Linked DNA regions of Sus scrofa: region 1 is linked to region 2. Evidence: chromatin contacts called from public Hi-C data. All regions are on one chromosome and are shown on one strand. The core of a region is the stretch at or near the end of the contact, and the rest is flanking DNA. Distances in the headings are between cores, read along the strand shown. Region 1 overlaps ADGRF3 (adhesion G-protein coupled receptor F3). Region 2 overlaps DRC1 (dynein regulatory complex protein 1).

Region 1 (2,700 bases), core at 139-2,638, 84 kb before region 2:
CAAAAGGACTTCTAGGAGGAAGAAGAGGTGCTGACCCTTTTTTATTAACCTGCAGCCGTGAAGGTATTAACCTTCCTGCCCCTACCATTTCAGCAGCGTGAAGAAAGGCAGGCATCCGTCCTCGGTAGGCATCGAGACCACGTTTTCAGCGGTCTCTCATTACAACTCCCATCAGTGGGCCTCTTAGACTTAGCTTCCCCAGAATGAATAAATGGGGAGAAGGGAAAGAAAGAGAAAAGAAGGAAGAAGAGAGGGAGGAGGAGGAGACGGAGGGGAGCGGGGGGGAAAGAGGGGAAGAAGAAGGGCAGGAGAGCGGAGACAAGAGAAGAGGAGGGAGGGACAGGTGGGCTACCTGCCCATTTATGGGAGATGTTCATGATGCTGAGGACAGCCCGGCCCGGGCTGGAGGTCAGGGACACACGTGTCCCTGCCCACAGGAGGACAGGGCTTGGGCTCCCTGTGCGCCACAGGAACCAGTTCATGTTGGTGGTCTCCTGGCTTGTGAGGAGGGTCAGGTTCAGGGTGCTGCCAGGCATCTGCAGCCAGGAGTTGAGGCTCAGAGTGGCGGGGACTGCAGGAGACAGGGGACAGGGGGCCGCTGGAGCAGGAACTTGTGGCCTTTGGTGTGGCCAAGCTGTCTCTCCTGCCCCATCTTCTGAAGCCTATTCCTCCTCACACCCTCCCCTGCTAACATTTCTCGTTCTGTTTTGTCCCTGGAGGAGTGTGGCAGCAGCCATCCAGCCTGGAAGATGCTATCGGTCAGTGGGAACCAGCTGGGGAAGTTTGGACCTGGGACTGCTCGCTTCCCTGGGCCACAGGAGGGACCTTCCTCTCCTTGTCCTCCTGTCTCTGGGGCCCTCTTCCTTGTCTCAGTCCCCCTGTCCCAAGTTCAGGGCCTGTGATCCCCTGTGATGGCTGGTATTTTCTCCCACCTGGAGTTGTGCCGCTGGGCTGGGACCCCTGGGCAGAGACACAGGGGTCAGAGAGGGGAAAAAAAAAAAAAAAGCAAAACAGAGAGGGTTTCTTTGACTCTGGGCCATTGGTTTCCATGATCCCAACCCTCCTCACCAGGTGGCAGCAGCTGGCAGTACCCGGCTTCCATGGGGCTGAAGACAAGGCAGCCACAAGGCTGGTGCTTGAGGTGGGTTTGGCAGGGATCGTGATGGGAGCAGACACTGGCGTTCCACTGGTACCCAGACAGGCAGGCACAATAGCTACACCCATCCTGGTTGACCTTACACTCTGTGACAGGGGGGAAGGGGAGTGAGAAGTGGGTGGACTGTCTGGAAAATTCCAGCAACTACCTTATGCCTGCAAAGCCCGAGGGCTGAGTGCTTGGCACAATCCCAAGGTCACAGGCACCTCAGTCACAACCCCGCATCAGGCACCACCTTCTCAGCCAGGGTTCCAAGCCGCGGAGCGCGTGCTGGGCTAAGGCATCAGGGGCGCCAGCGCTGAAGTCCACGCCCCCTGTCATCGGCCTGTTGGGCCTCTGCCAAAGTTTAGAAGACATGGAGCAGGACGGGAAGGTCTATCTGATGGGAGATGGGGAAGGAGCTGGGCCACACCGACCCCCACCACCACTTCGAGATAGGGAGGGGCTCGCAGAATCTCAGACCAGGGGGCTGTGGGAGGGCAGGGCTCCCTGCACTCTGCAGCGAGGGCCCCTGAGAAGCAGGGGACAGCAGAGTTTCCCCCCTACCTGTGGTGAGGCTGAGGCCAGTGAGCGTTACGGGGGCAAAGGACCCCGAGGCAGCGGGGAGAGTCAGGGGTCCCGAGAGCGCTGCTGGCCAGGTCTCATGTGCGAAGTCCAGCTGTGCATAGACTGAGAGCAGGGCTGATTCTGCAGGAGCAGGGGGGAGAGCTGGAGGGGAGAGGCCGCCAGCCCCCTCGGGGCCCCACTCTGAGCTGATCACCGCTGGGAACCAGAAGCACTTCCCACCTCCCAAAGCACATCCAGGCACAGACAGGTAACTGCTCACCCGGCCACGGTGCCTTCACACACACCACCGTTTCATGCCACCCTCCCGACCACCCCCCTGCCATGGACAGAACTCTCCAGGATGATTTTCTTAAGGCCTCACAGCTAGAGAAGTGGGTACGGACCTGACCTGAGTGACCAGCGCCAGCCCCAGTCTCTCTCTGAACCCCGAGGTCCCCATATGCTGTGCTTCCTCCAGGCTTTTCTCTCTGCCTCGGTCCCGTCTCCTCCCGCCCCCCGCTGTCCAGCTGCTCACCACCTGCTCCACTTTCTTGGTCCAGTGGCTGCCCAGATTCCCCTCCAGCCTGGCTCTGTCCCTGGAATAGAGCACGGGGGTGAGGGGTAGTCTCTGAGGAGGGCTGACCCCACGTTTCTCCCAAGGACGCCTTCTTCCCCAAACCACCAGGGGCCAGCCTGGCTCATCTGGTCTGACTCGGTTTCCCTGAAGCTCCTCTTCTTGCCTGGAATCGAGCGGGCACAGCAGGAGGGGGAAGCAGGCTTCTGGTAGAAGGTGCGGGGCTGCAGCACCAGGGATCCCTCCAGGGCCTGCAAATCCCACGTGGACCCAGGAACCAGGCACACCCCGGAGAGTCAACATGCTTTGCTTGATTCCTTCCTGAACCTGCCTGTCCCTGGGCCTCTAGGCTCATTGAAATGGCTGTGTCTGGAGCTCCGGTGGGAGGGCTGGGCAGAGTGGCTTGGGGCCCAGAGGCTGGGGG
Region 2 (2,700 bases), core at 54-2,553:
TTATTATTTTTGTGTAAATGTTAAAAACGTAAACACAACAGGCGAAATTAAATTTTGTGATTTCACTCACTAGATGAGCATAGTTTAATCTGTACTCAGTATAAATCATCTCGAGATGTTTTGCAGTTTTTGCTGAAAGTGGTGCCATCCAGTTCCTATTTGACACCCGTAGCTCGTTTCAGTAGGGCTCAGCCACATTGCAAGGGTTTAATCATCAGTGTGGCGAGGGGCCACCATCCCGGGCAGTGCAGTGCCAGGCTGGCAGAAACAAGAAAAAGGCGGCAGTGGGATTCAAGGTGAAACCAGATAAGAAGAGTGTGTAGCATCGTTCTTTTTCTTTCTAAAGCCCTGGTCTTTGCTCCAGGAAGTAGGTGGAAGGATTCGTTAGACAGGGTTGGCAATTAATTGGTAGTCAGCGTAGGGAGTCAGAAGAATGCATTTTGCGTGGTCATAAGACCACCACTAACCTGGTGACCTCTGAAGCCCAGCCCTGAATAGAATGAAACAAATTGTTTTCTAGTAAGGGCAATGAGTAGGTTTGGTAGGAGTAGAGAAACGAATGAAATGACAAGAAGAAAAAAAAAGTCTTCGTTAGATTGGGAGTGGGGGTTGCTGACTCAATCCCAGATCGCAAAAGTGGTGTCGTGCTGTGTGGAGCTGTGCTGAACTTGGAACAAAGGGAGGGGAGATGCAAGTCAGCCCATCTCCCCTTAAAAACGTCAAGAACGCGTGAGATAAAGGGATCTGCCTGTTAGCAGGTGGATAAAGTGATGCTTTCATTTTTCTCAAGGCAGAACTGGGAATCCTCGTGGCCACTGCGGGCCAGAGAAGAGCGGCTCTCCGTGGGGTGGTGGTGTGGGCGTTGGTGGGGTCCCTCTCCGATGCCGCCTCCAAAGAAATCCAGCCTCTGGGACCTTATCTTCCCCCCTCCTCTTTGTTCTGATTTTCTGATTCACGCACACACTCACACACACAGGGGTATTTTTAAAATCCATGCCATAGAAAAATAGAAAATATAAGTCTTCAGTAAAGTTCGCTTTCCTTAATCACTGTCTTCCATCGGTCCTAAATCTTTCCAAAAATGTTTTCCTAGGTGTATATAAGCCTATTTTAAGAAGAAAATTTATATTATGCTTTACATACTGTTCCACAGCTGGCTCTTTTTACTGACATATTGTGGAGATCTTTCCGTGCTGCTAGATATCAGAAAGAATGACTGATTCTTTTTATAGCCTGCAAAATATTTTCTTGTGTTGTTGCCTGGTAAGATATTTAAACGGGCAGCTGTGAATACGTCGGCAAATGGTCCCATGTTCCTCCTAGTGGAGTCCGGGCTGCAGTAACCGTCCTTGCGTCCAGGTCTTTGTGCCCTTGTGAAAGCTTTCTGTAGAAAATTCCTGAAGGCTGGGTTGGAGGAGAGGCCCTTGTAGGTTTTTGATAAGTTTTGCCAAGTTGCCTTTTGGACAGGTCGTGACCCTTCGCGTTCCCACCCCATTGGCATCCATTGCCAACTTTCCTATTTGGCATTTTGCCTTTTCTTTTTCTTTTCTTTTTCTTTTTTTTTTTTTTTTAGTATTGATTTGAAGGAGCTCATTCTATTTTTTAGCAAAATTCTGTCAAATATATCTTTTAGCAGTTTATCCCTTGACTTTCAGTGAGAAAAGGTTTATATTTTAGGAAGTCAAATCTTTCAATCTTTTTTTTTTTTCTTCTAATTTTGATCTTATTTTAATAGGTGTTCTCTCCTATGTTTAATGTTTGTTTTTTAAGACTGTGTTTTTTAGTAGTCACATTTTTATCCAGATGGAAAATATTTTTATATATGCTGGGATGTACCGTGGAATTTTAAAATAGAGAATTGAAGTCCTCGAACTAATGTCACTTCCTTTACTTTGTTTCCATTACAGGGAAGCCCTGGGGGAATATTTAGATGGGAAGAAGGAGGCCGAGGAAGATCAAAGCAAGAGCTACAAACAGAAAGAAGAAAGCAGACTGGTAGGAGCTGGGGAGTTACTGGGTCCCGGGCCTTTGATCTCCTGCAAAGCCAAGCCCCTCCCTCCCTCCCCTCCTCAGGCCACCTTCTCAGACTTTAAAACCGGTTAAAAATCCGAATCCGACTAGGAACCGTGAGGTTGCGGGTTCGATCCCTGCCCTTGCTCAGGGGGTAAAGGATCTGACGTTGCCGTGAGCTGTGGTGTAGGGCGAGGATGAGGCTTGAATCCTACGTTGCTGTGGCTCTGACATAGGCCGTCAGCTACAGCTCCGATTCGACCCCTAGCCTGGGAACCTCCATATGCCGCGGGAGTGGCCCAAAGAAATAGCAAAAAGACAAAAAAAAAAAAAAAAAGAAAAGAAAATGTTTCCTTTCTCAATGTCATGGTATTAAATACCAGCTCTGCCCTAAGACCTGGCAGGAGGGCCCCCTGCCCTTGGCCCTGCACCTTAGCAATCATTTTTTTCAAATGGCAATTCTTTTTGTTTCCTGATTACTTTTGGTCTACAAACTCCTAAGTTTACTTTTGGTCTGCTCTAAGATAGACTTCTGTTTCCTTCTAGACACTTCATGGTTCTACTGTTTGCATTTTGGTCTATAATCTATCTGGAATTTTTGTGTGTGATGTGAAAGTGTGGCTCAAGGGTCATTGTTTTCTAAAAGGATCTTTAATTAACTCAGCGCCATTCACTTGAGGTCATCCTTTT

The links. Hi-C and Micro-C count contacts between places; a contact is called where the count stands out from the background.
Region 1: a Hi-C map of heart right ventricle shows a contact between it and region 2, with 5 times the contacts expected there. The contact joins two enhancer-like sites. A contact is called at or near these places in 2 of 47 Hi-C or Micro-C datasets (heart right ventricle and liver).

What each region holds. Positions count from the first base shown.
Region 1 is chr3:112,695,554-112,698,253 of Sscrofa11.1, reverse strand. It overlaps ADGRF3 (adhesion G-protein coupled receptor F3), which reads right to left. Exons shown (of 13, transcript XM_021087733.1): 2 at 2,238-2,298; 3 at 1,703-1,843; 4 at 1,069-1,242; 5 at 353-571. Among named protein-coding and RNA genes, the nearest start is that of ADGRF3, 3.7 kb to the right of the region's middle. Within about 2 kb of position 1,388, at least 6 of the 83 cell types and tissues checked have an H3K27ac peak or open chromatin away from gene starts, as enhancers often do.
Region 2 is chr3:112,611,139-112,613,838 of Sscrofa11.1, reverse strand. DRC1 (dynein regulatory complex protein 1) reads left to right here. Exons shown (of 16, transcript XM_021087730.1): 2 at 1,908-1,995. Among named protein-coding and RNA genes, the nearest start is that of DRC1, 9.2 kb to the left of the region's middle. Within about 2 kb of position 1,303, at least 7 of the 83 cell types and tissues checked have an H3K27ac peak or open chromatin away from gene starts, as enhancers often do.